4 separate regions of the Mus musculus genome follow, and regions 1, 2 and 3 are each linked to region 4. The links are chromatin contacts, called in public HiCAR-type maps. All regions are on one chromosome and are shown on one strand. The core of a region is the stretch at or near the end of the contact, and the rest is flanking DNA. Distances in the headings are between cores, read along the strand shown.

Region 1 (2,943 bases), core at 76-2,575, 2.9 Mb before region 4:
AGCAGTGTCAGAAGCAAGAAATCAGTTCTGAAGCAGGAACTGAACAGACTAAAGCCACTACTCAAATAGTAGCCACCAAATGAATCTTTGGCGCTGACACTAAAGAACAGACTCCCGCGCCCTGAAAAACAATTTTGTCCTAGGCACTAAGAGCTTGGCCAGCGCATGAGCACTACCTGATAAGGGGATCTGGAAAGGGATTCTTGCTTCAAATGAAGCAACATACTGACTGTCTCCTGACGCATTGTTAGTGTAATTGGGTGTGCCTTGTAGTTAGTGCTCAGGAGGCAAGCGGGTAGAAAGTCTGAGTACACACTGGTCTGCAGTGATCTCTAGGCCAGCCAGAGCTACACAGCAAGACCCCATCTGAAACCAATGAAGAAGCCAAATGTTAACCATGCTTAAATATTAGCTTTACTCTGTCATGTAAAATGCGTTTTACTTTTCCCTGGAATGAGGTAGAAGATAGCAATCTTCAGTATACTGATGCCTATTCAATTAGTCCCCAGAGAGAATGAAATTATACCTTCAAGCTGGAAGAGTTCTGGAGACAGACAAACTCCTAGCCTCATCCGACTGAAACGTCTTAAGTTTGAAACTGCCCCTTCCACCTTTCAATCATCGGAGTCAATGCACAATCTGAAATACGGGTGAAGATCAAACAGCATTGTTCAATATGCTGTCTTCACTGCCTCCAGTGTTATCATGGGTCCTTTCACATAAGCTATTGATCAGACATCAACAAGGAGGCTAGAGACCCTTCTAGTCTCAGAAGCAAGATAAAAGGAATGGTTCACATTTAGAAGAATGTAATATGTACCTCATAAAATCTAGCAGCATTTCATTCTACCAAGATATACAAATTTGGCTCCACTGACTGATAAGGAACATAGGAAAAATGTACACAGGTCCAAAAAGGCTCATTATGCAGGGGGCTGTGAGGCTACAAGACATCCTTTGAACAGTTAATTGTATCTCTGTTAAGTGCTGTGTGAGACTACTGGAATGTCGATTTCAATGGCAGAGAGGCGGGACCGTGATGAATAGGGCTGTGAGTAAGTGTGCATCCCGGGAGCGTGAGAGTACAGCGGTTGCCAGAAAGGAGAGGACAAAGACTTGCATGCACAATACCAAACGAACAGCAGGAGAGCAGTCATAAACAGACCCCCTGAGCTAGCAATAGTGACAAATACTGCATAGTCAAAGGTAAAGACCGGCTCAAACTTCCTGTTGAGATGGCTGTTATAAAAGATGGCCCAGATGGACGGAGAGAGGCTCACGGTACCTGCCAGAAAAAACAGGAGTCCGGCCACCAGGTGGCAGCCTGCACTATTGACCAGACACTTGGCCAGTTTGATGTTAGGCACGGAAGAATTGAAGGCCGTGTTACACATTCCAATCAGGCAGAGTAGCAAGGCACCCATTGCGATCACGATGCTGAGAGGCAGGGCAAACTGGAGGACACGCAGGTCCAGCTGGTCAACCGACAGGTACCACGTACGGTCGTACATCAGGCAGTCACTGCTTCCATCATACCGGGCACACTTCACCCACAGGCCCGTGTAAATCGTCAGGTTCTTCTCGTTTCTGTTGAATGTGATCAGCCGCAGTTTCCTCCAGTTAGGAAGCAGAGTCCCCGCAAAGAGGCCTGCGACAGAGGCAATACCACACAGGAAGGACAGGACGGTGGCTGCGTGGACATCTCGGCAGCCCATGGCAGGAGGGCTTGAGCTGTATGGTCAGTCTGGGGGATGACACACACAGGGCAAATCAGGCACCATGGGAGAGCACAGCTAGAGTTGCCACCAACTGGCAGCACATTTAGAGATGAAATGCTAGTGCAGGAGGGAGCTAGCTAGTGCAATCCTAGCACTTCTGTGGCTAAGGCACCAGGACTGCAGCATGTCTGAGGGCAGCCTGGTCTCTAAATTGAGTTCTAGACTAGACCCTGCCAACCACCTACCCATCCTATCAGAAAGAAAGAAAGGTGGGGGAGGGAGGGAGGGAGGGAGGGAGGGAGGGAGGGAGGGAGGGAGGGAAGGAAGGAAGGAAGGAGATGGAAACTCCAGTCTCCTGTCTGTACAATATGAATGTACATTATTAACACATATGTCCCAGATCAAGTGCACACATGTGCTTTGTCATCTCTTTGTCACACAGCAACTAAAATCTTCAGCCATTGTTATTTTTCTTCATAATTAAAGAGAGTAACATCACACCTAAAATTTAAAAGTGGTTGTCAATATTCACTCAGCATACATACACGGGCCACTTTGCATATCAGGTTTTCAATGAAAAAAATAAATCACAAATTATTCAAACTGTAGCAAGCAAGGGCTAGGACACTCAATATCTAACAGCTACAGGCTCTACGACCTCAGCCTCAGCATAAGTGCTCTAACAAATGCAAAGTGAGCCCCAAGCAGCAGGTGAGTAAGCTGTCTGGAGAAGCATGGCAGGACAGCAGGACGGACGTTCAGAGCTGCCTCGTGACCTGGCTGACAGACAGACATTCCCTGTGCCTTCACTCCTCATCTGCAAACTGGGTAAGAAAGTAGAGCCTACCTCACAGGGCTTTTTTCTCATGCATCCAATGAGTTAATGCAATGGCACGTGCTTAGAACACGCCTGAAGCACTGTGTAAAGGGAACGCTGGGTGTGAGCACGAGCGGCTGCCTTTTCTGCTTGACCAGAGCTTAGTACCTGGCACACTACAGTGGCTTAAGCAGCATTTACTGAGCAAATGCTACTTGAGAAAAAGCAAACTCGTCTCGCTACTTTCTGGCACACCAGGAAGTTATTAGAAATGAAATGGGCCCATCTCCAGTCGATCAGAAGAGAATAAAAGGTCCTGGAATTTCTTCTTACCTATCTTCTGGATGATTTAATTAGACTCAAGTGCTTTTCAGGGAAATCTCCAAGACTTGGTATTTATAAAGCTAT
Region 2 (2,845 bases), core at 117-2,616, 2.6 Mb before region 4:
CATACATCTTAAAGGATAATAGTGTATAGACAGATGGTGGCTCTGGAAAGGAAGTGGAGAAAACGGATGAGAGCCCCTTTCTTTACCCAGTCCTGTGACCTGCAGTGAGTTGTTGGTGCTTGCTGACATGACAGACAGCCACTGCTGAGAGATTCTGGGTGGAAGGACAGAGTGGCCCAGAGGAGATGCCTAGCCATTTGTTTGCATGGTACCACTCTGAGGAGCATCGCTAAGGAAAAGAGCCAATGCCCGTAAAGGTGATTGTTGACTGTATGCCCAGAAACCAGGAAAACAAACTATCAGCTAAATAAATCATGCCTTCTTCCACCAGACCTTAGCTACACCTATAATTACACTTCTACAGGAGAGGTTTCATCAGGCTGTCCAGCAAACTCAGCAGGAAACAGCATAGTGCAGAGATGTCAAGAACTCCAGGATTTGAACCAACATTCTCCAGCTTTCTTCCCCATTAAATAGTGATTTCTGTTTTCCTGGATTAGGTTGGCTGGCTTGTTGTTCCTGCTAAATATTGACACAGCCCAACAGACTCATGTTTATGGGAAGGAGTTTAGAATCCAAGAAACCCAGTGACTGGAATACATTGTGGGTTGCAGTGCATGTCCCACGAGTCTTTCAAATGTATTTTTTTGCTTTGCCACAGTTAATTATTGGAAGAGGGGAAGGTGTTCTACAGCGGGCTGTTTCTTAAAGCATTGCTTCCCCAAGTGCTTAACATTAATATTAAATACATTCCCTTGATTTTATATCGAGATGTGGATGTATCCCCCACCTCAACGGAACAGCATAACTAAATTTGAAGTGGACTTAAATTCTTGGACTACAAACGTCTGTTAGTTGCTTTCACCAGAGTGCCTTATTTAAAAGCTCTGACTATTTTAAACCCGAATCCTACTCAGATCCCGAAAGAGTAGGACCGGTGTTCCAAAGACTTAAAATGAAAAAAAAAAAAAAAAAATTCCATGAAGAAACCAGCTCAAACAGCAGGACGAGTCATTCATCCAGCGAGGCAAACTTGCGGAAACTGCCAAGTTGGCAAACTTACCGGGGGAACCCAACCTGACTGCAAAGTTGACCTAAGCTCCAGAGCCGGGACCGCGGAGACCTGCTCCCCGCGGGGCTCGCCGAGATCCGCGAGGGGCCGAAGGGGCGCCCCGCTGCCCGGAGCACCACCGCCCGCCCCTGAGACCCGCCTCACCCCTTCCCCGGCCCGCAGCAGATTCCCAAGGCCCGCGGAGGCGGGGAGCAAGCGGCCTGCGAACGAGACTCGGGACTCACCGGCTTCTCCGTGGGACCCGACGGCGAGGCGCTCGCTGCCCGGACGGACTCCCAGTCCCACGCGGAGCCCGAATCTCGCTGCCCAGCACAGCCCGCTCCGCAGACCCCGCCCCTCGGCCGCCGCGCGCACAGCGCCCCCTGCCGGAGACCAGCTCCTGCTCACACCCAGGGGCTTCGCTGCGGCCGCCGTGGGAGGGGCGTCGCCGGGGGCGAATCCTTGGCTGTGCAAGGGGGACCCAGGGTCACCAGCAGGGCTCACTGGAAACCGACTGGGACCTGGTCGAAATCTGCAGTTGTGCATTTCGCCTGTTGCCGGGCGACGCTGTAGTGATCCTGGATCCCACACTTGGAGACCAACTGCTCTGTAGCGATTACGCCGTCCGCGGTGGAGCGCTCTTCCAACAGAGCAGTTTCTCAGACGACTAGCTGTTAGGACAGTCAGAGGATGAATCTGAGTTTGTGAGTGACTTTTACACCGGGTTTATTTGTTTATTGTAGCTATGTGAATGAATATTATGATACACACGTGGAGGTCAGATGATACCTCGGTGTGGTGGTCACAAGAAGCACAGGGTTGAGAGGATTTAAAAATAACCCGTAGCTCTGACGCTAGGGACCACCCTCCGTTCACCACAGAGTTTTGCAGATTCAACTCAGACTCTAGACACTAACGACCAAGGTGGAGCTGCGTCTCCAACCTGAGTGTTGTTTTTAATGTGACCCTGGGTCACAAACTCCTCTTTTTCTGAGATCAGCCTACTTCTGCCTCCCGAGTGCTGGAATTAAAGGGATGATCTGAACTCCACTGTCCTGCGTGTCTTAGTGCTCCGTGGATAATGTTTGGGTTCACTGACTCCCATCAGATAGTGTAAAAGGCCTTTGAAGATTAAATTACCCCGGCCTGACACCTTGTGGCAAAATAGACGCTTGCAGCTTTTATTTCCAAGGAAGAAAATCATTAGACCGAGGGTTAGGGAAACTTCTAGTTAGTGGGCTAAGACTCACAACCACAGGGGTTCTGTTCCCAGCACGCAGTTGTTCTTCAGTTTCCCATTTTCTGGCGTGTATCTTAAGAATAAAGTTGATACACCAGAAGGGTAAATAAATTAGGTCCTATAAATAAGTCTGTACACCCAAACTGCACTCAAATACCTTCATCACGTTTGTTTGTTTGTTTATTTATTTATTGTAGGTATGTGGATGAATGTTACTGCATGCACGTGGAGGTCAGATGATAACTAGGTGTGGCAGTCCCAAGAAGCAAGGGTTGGGAGGATTTCAAAATAAACCTGTATTGTAGCTCCAAGTCCAGAGATTGCCCTCCTCCCACAATGGAGCTCTGCAGGTTCCAACTGTAAGTCACAAGGACACTTTACCAACTGAGCTGGGTCTCCAACCTGAATATTTTTGTAATGTGGTTCCGGGTCAAGGGCTTCCCGGTTTGATGACTCCATGTGCCTTTGAAGGATAATTTCTGGACCCTATAGTGCATCTGACTGCCATTTTAGAAGTAAAGAGAGTAATGTGGTGTGAAAGATAAAGTAGAGAA
Region 3 (2,907 bases), core at 63-2,562, 3.0 Mb before region 4:
ACTAAATATTTATCCATGTTTTCATAGTTCATTGTCCATACATGCAAACTGTCTTCAGACTGCAGACACTCACTGGCACATCAGGGCTTTAAGGAATTAGCTTATGATTAATTAATTAACTTTCACTAACATAACAGGTGAGCCAAAGGCCAGAAGGTATGCTGGGACACTCCCATGTGTTGGCTTGGGGCTTATAGGATTCCCTTGCTTTGCACAGTTACCTGTATCAAAGAAAGTTAAGGACCAAAGTTTAGGTAGCAGCTATGCCTCCAGGTTTACAGGCACTTTCTGCCACCAACACTCAAGATTCAACAAACCCATTCCACCGGACACAGCTGTCATCTTGCTGCAGCCTATAGCATGTATTCATTAAGTATCCTAAACATTCCTTGAGCGTTTTGTTTTGTTTTGTTTTGTTAATGCTGTGTGTTTATGCTCTGTTAAGTTGGTTGATTTTTTTTTTAAAGAAGACAATAGCCTCTGGACTGCACTAATGGAGCAAGTTCAGGAGACATATTCATAAATGTCTCCACAACTTCACAGCTCACCCTTCACCACAGCAGCTGGAAGGTTTCAAGACCTACAAACCGAACACCCAAACCTCCAATTATAGGACCCGGAGTACGGAACAAAAGGTCCCAAGGTATCTGTCCCACTTCCTCTAGGTTGAGTACATTAAACAACATCAGGCACATGTCAACGTTTCAACAATTCCCAAAGCTAAATTATTGGCTAAGCACTTAAAACCAACTCGCTTTAAGTAACCTAGGTGGCCACAGAAACCCGATGGCGGTGGGGACCGGGTGTTCCCTCTCCGGTTCACTGCGGGCGCCAAAGATACTATTGGCGGGGAGGAGGAACTCAAATTGGAGGCTTAAGACAGTCCACGAACGAAGCCCAGGTCCTGGGGGCAGAGGGATGGCCCTCCAGCTGGTCCCTGCCCTAGCCTGGAGTCCTCTCCTTCATCCCTGGTTCGCAGCTCACCCCGAGGTGGCAGCCGCCTGGTTGGTGCCCGGAGCACGGAGTGGGCGCGGGGACTGAGGGAGCGAGCCCCGGGATCGCCCGCAGGACACTGGGGACAGTCGACTACACTCACCGATGCGGCTGAAACTCTCGGACAAAGTTCTCCTCAACTTCTTCATCTTGCCGATCTTCTCGGCCGGCTGCGGTTCAATGAGGTCGCACATCTGGGCGGCGTAGGGCCCCGGCAACTTCGCGAAACTGGTCCAGCGCAGCGCAGCGCAGCGCAGACAACGGCGGGCGAGGGCGCGCGGCGCGGGGAAGGCGGCGCCTCGTCCTGCTCCTCCGCCTCCGCCTCCTCGCGGGCCGCGGGCGACGCGCAGCGCTCGCCAGGCTGCGGGGCTCGGGCCTGGGCCGAGGCTGGGCGCGCGGGGGCGTCTTACGTGGTGCCGGGGGCTGCCGCCATCCCCGCCGCCCGGGGGCCCCCGCGCTGCGCGGCCGCCCGCCGCATTTTCCCTCCTTTGTAAGCAAGAGCCGCGCGGCCGCGGCCGGAGATGGGGGTCCGCGGACGAGGAGGCGCAGGCGGCTGCGGACCGGGCGAGCGGGACAAGTTCCCCAGCCCGAGGGGCGGCGCTGCACGGAGACCTGCGACTGCCCTCGCCGGAGGCCTGGCGCCCGGGACCCCCGCGCGACCCCGCGCCGCGCTCCGGCTCCGAATCCGACTCCGACTCCCAGGCCTCCGCCGCCCTCCCGGACCCGCCGCGCCCGGGCGGCGCCCCCTCCCGGCCGCCCGCGCTCCGCCCGCCGCGGCCGCGCTCCTTCCGCGCGCTCCGGGACCGCAGCCCGCAGGCGGGCCAGTCCACCCGGTGCGGTCCGTGTTGGCCCACGACCCGGAAATGTTGGGGAGTGTCCGACGAGGTGCTCGAAGACCTTGGGGACGCATTCGGGTTTAGGATAGACTTTATGGCGTGGGGTGGTTGGTTTTAATTTGCAGGGAAAGTGGGTGCTCCAAAGGGCAGGAGAGGCCCCATTTTATTGGGGTACAGTGCAAAAGCTGAAAATGCTCCCCACCCCGGAACTTCTAGAAGTCAGGGCACCTGCGTTTTGCCTCAGCCCTGTCTCTGGGTGACAGGAATGTCACTGTGGGTGACTCCTCAGCAGGATACTCTGGTCATCGGTAAACTTACAACCTATTGTCACCTCCTTTCCCCACTTCAGTGAATGAACTTGAAAAGGATCTTAAGAGTGGCTTTTTTAAAAAGCCCCGGGACAAACAGTTCCGGCAGAAAACAGTCTTTTTTTTTTTCTAATAAATGAGGTGCTCCAAACGTCAGTCTCCCAGGGGAGGGTGAAGGAAGATGGGGGTTGGCCTGGTGTACTGATTATGGGCCAGCAAAGTCCTTATGAAAGAAACGTTAGTGATCTTGAGTCATCTGGCTGGGTAAGTAATAGGAGCTTTTGTGGGTGTGACAATGCTGTTTAGTTTAAAGGAAGTTTTGGGGAGTTTGTGTTTTGTCGAAAGATGTTTATCTTAAAACAAAAACTAGCCCCCTGCCTTCCTTAAATTGTGAGGTAGAACACTGATTTGTTCTGCCCTGTGCTGAGCACATTACAGGGTTTTGGTAGATTGCCACTGATAAAAAGCTGCTAGCTAGTCAAGCCAAGCCCCTAACAGGAGAGAGCCAGGAATCCATAGCAAAGTCAAGAGAGTTTAAACGCAGGGATGTTGGGTCCTGACAGCCATATCTCAGTAATTACAGAAAGCACCAACTGTGGCTTCATGCAGGAAAAAAAGTTTTATTGACATTTACCACTTGGTCAGACTAATTAGAAAATTAGCAGTTACAACTGAACTCACAGAGAGAGAAACAGAGACAGAGTGAGACACAGAGACACAGAGAGATAGAGACAAAGAGAAAAAAGAGACGGAGAGAGATCCAAACACTG
Region 4 (2,700 bases), core at 20-2,519:
CCTCCTACCCCGTGCAGTTTTCACTTGACTAAGGAGATAGGGTCTGTGCCTCTTGTCCCTAGCTCAGGTTACAGGGCTACTAGGAGCATCCAATGCCACCCCTACCCCCTAGCACGTCTGCAAAACATTGGCCTACCCTTCTTTTGGTTCCTTTTTTCCTCCTTTTTGCACTTACACCAAGAGTATCATGCAGGAATCAAATTAGGACTGTGCTCTTTTCACCCGGTACACCGCATTTCCAGGGCAACCCTAAGCAAACGCGGGGTCCCTGGGCAGTGTGGAGGACCATCTCCCGAACCCCGCCACTCACCTGCGGTCCGCCAGGGTCGCCCCGCACCCGCGTGTCGAGCTGGTTGTGCTGAGTTTCATCCTCGCCGCCCAAGCGATAGATGAGGCGCAGTGGTATGATGCTCTGGCGCTCCAGGAAGCGGTTTTCTTTCCCCCTCTCCAGTCCTTTCAGTGAGGCGACTCCTTGCAGGCAGGCAGGCAGGCAGGCAGGAAGGAGGGAAGGAGGGAAGGAGGGAAGGAGGGAAGGAGGGAAGGAGGGAGTAGAGAGAAACAGCAAAAAATAATGACCCTGACCCACAGTCCTCCATCCTGCACTCCTCATCACCTTATTCCCCGCCTCCTCCCTCCTGGACCTAACTGGGAAGGACGCAGAGACACCAGCTGGAAAGCCCTGGAACCAGCTCTTTCGAGAGCATCTCTGGGCCCAGAAACAGGGCACCCCTTTCCCGTTTTCCTGAAGGAGACTCTTCTTTTGCAGGAGGAAAGAGAAAAAAAAAAAAAAAAAAAGCATTTGACCCCAGATTGCTGATGCATCCTCGGGTCCCCCACACATGTGTGCTTACACCCCTTCCTCGCCGACCTTCAAAAAATAAAAATAAAAAATAAACGACGGCGCACTGTGGAAATGCGGGTGCGGCTTTTAGAGGGTCCTCCAGGCTCCAAAGAGTCCTGGAAACCCCGGCAAATGCGAACTTACCTGCCCGACCGCAGCGCGCCAGGGGGCAGGTCCCCAAGACGCAGAGCAGCCAGAAGGACGCGGCCGCCGCTGCCTGCATGGTGGCGGCGCTCAGCTGCTCTTGCCCGGGCCTGGGGCTCGGCCTCCCAACCGCCCCTTCCCAGCTCGAGCCGCTACCGCAGCCTCCGTGGCCTCAGTGCTGCATTGTGCCTGGCGAGCGCTTCGGTGGCGGGGGCAGCGAGCGAGCGCCGCTTCGGGCGCCAGCCTGTAGCTAAGTGGCTTCTAGCGCCTCCCACCTCATCCCCAGGCGGAGGCCCGGGCTGGTGGCCAGCACAGCGGGGGGAAAGAGCCGGGTGCGCAGGGCCCTGGTGGTGCACTTGCCCCACGCGCCGCACCCGGCCGCGCGCACCAGAGTAGCTGGGAAATGTAGTTCCCTCCCCGCACAGCTAGCTGGTCTCTAAGGCGACGCTACCATAGCCACCCAAAACCCAAGAAGTAGACTGCACACCAAAGGAGGAGAGGTGATGGAGGTCACCTGCACAGTGGCCGCACCCCGAATTCGCCCCCAAGTTCTGCGAAGAGCCACAGGGTTGCTCACGAGCTACTACTATTTCTTGTGTTTCCAAGAGACCATGCCTTGAGTGCAGGACAAGTCAATTTTGCCACAGATCTGGACTGAGGGCCTACTGTGTGCTGGGCGTGAGTCACACATTGTGAGGTGCAATTAAGAAAAGCCTTTTTGGTAAGAATTTTCCCAAGGCGGTTTTCAATGCTTTTATTCCTATGAAGTATTTTGCTGACAGGTGTGTCTGTGCACCTGCCATGTGTATGCAGTGTCTATGGTTGGAGGCCCAAAGAGAATGTTGGGTCCCTAGGACTGGGGTTACAGAAGGTTTTGTGGGTTCTGGGAATCCAACTCATTTTCTCTGGAGGAACACTTAGTGTTTTAAACCTCTGAGACATCTCTGTCCATTCTCCACGCCTTTTTTTGAATTGACATTTGATTTCATTTTAATTTTGATACCTAAGGGAGAGTGGTTAACCCAACTCCAGGAGAATCAGATGTCTCCCAGAGGTCTAGGAAGACTTGTGAAGAGTGAGTCAGCCGGATACTCTGTGATATGTTTGCTTCCTCCTATATCTGTCAGCTTCAAACCTGCACCAGTAATAGATAAGGAAAACGACTTTGTCAGGCCGCTTTCCCTACCTAGGGAGTGGCACTATTCAAAAGTGTAGCCTTGTTGGAATAGGTGTACCGCTGTGGGTGTAGGCTTTAACCCCCTCCTCCTAGCTGCCTGGAAGCCAGTCTTCTCCTAGTAGCCTTCAGATGAAGTCATAGAACTCTCAGCTCCTTCAGCTCCTCCTGCCATATGCCTGCCTCCACACTGCCATGCTCCCATCTTGATAATGGACTGAACCTCTGAACCTGTAAGCCAACTCCAAGCAAATATTGTCCTTATAAGAGTTGCCTTGGTCATGGTGTCTGTTCACAGCAATAAAGCCCTAAATAAGACACTGCCCCTCTCAAATGTTAGAGGCTCACCAGGATGAAATAATAATAACACACATATTAACATAATTAGAACTTGAGCTTTATAGATTTTGAAATCTATATATTGGCATTTGATCCCCAGAATAAAAGAGAGAGAGAGAAAGAGAGAGAGAGAGAGAGAGAATTAAGAATTAGATCAAGTAGGCTTTATCACAAAGATGCAGAAATGACTCAACATATGTAA

What was found. HiCAR-type assays count read pairs that join an accessible place to other places.
Region 1: a HiCAR-type map of astrocytes shows a contact between it and region 4, with 8 times the contacts expected there. The contact joins the enhancer-like site here to the promoter of Adam22 in region 4. A contact is called at or near these places in 3 of 39 promoter capture datasets (the C10 cell line, cranial neural crest and hippocampal neurons) and 1 of 115 datasets of contacts at active chromatin or transcription factors (astrocytes).
Region 2: a HiCAR-type map of astrocytes shows a contact between it and region 4, with 6 times the contacts expected there. The contact joins the promoter of Steap1 here to the promoter of Adam22 in region 4. A contact is called at or near these places in 4 of 39 promoter capture datasets (cranial neural crest, hippocampal neurons and liver) and 1 of 115 datasets of contacts at active chromatin or transcription factors (astrocytes).
Region 3: a contact with region 4 is called in a HiCAR-type map of astrocytes, with 4 times the contacts expected there. The contact joins the promoter of Cdk14 here to the promoter of Adam22 in region 4. A contact is called at or near these places in 1 of 39 promoter capture datasets (hippocampal neurons) and 1 of 115 datasets of contacts at active chromatin or transcription factors (astrocytes).

Annotation. Positions count from the first base shown.
Region 1 is chr5:5,506,711-5,509,653 of GRCm38.p6, forward strand. It overlaps Cldn12 (claudin 12), which reads right to left. Exons shown (of 4, transcript NM_022890.2): 4 at 1-1,744. The coding sequence starts at 1,715. The coding sequence ends at 981. Among named protein-coding and RNA genes, the nearest start is that of Cldn12, 6.8 kb to the right of the region's middle. Within about 2 kb of position 1,326, at least 47 of the 459 cell types and tissues checked have an H3K27ac peak or open chromatin away from gene starts, as enhancers often do. A contact at or near this core is called in astrocytes, where this site is marked.
Region 2 is chr5:5,747,951-5,750,795 of GRCm38.p6, forward strand. It overlaps Steap1 (six transmembrane epithelial antigen of the prostate 1), which reads right to left and starts at 1,367. Exons shown (of 5, transcript NM_027399.3): 1 at 1,297-1,367. It overlaps Gm46900 (atherin-like), which reads left to right. Exons shown (of 2, transcript XM_017321192.2): 2 at 501-2,240. The coding sequence starts at 981. The coding sequence ends at 1,664.
Region 3 is chr5:5,378,939-5,381,845 of GRCm38.p6, forward strand. Cdk14 (cyclin-dependent kinase 14) reads right to left here and starts at 1,313. Exons shown (of 15, transcript NM_011074.3): 1 at 1,097-1,313. The coding sequence starts at 1,187.
Region 4 is chr5:8,366,891-8,369,590 of GRCm38.p6, forward strand. Adam22 (a disintegrin and metallopeptidase domain 22) reads right to left here and starts at 1,270. Exons shown (of 31, transcript NM_001310440.1): 1 at 986-1,270; 2 at 311-471. The coding sequence starts at 1,064.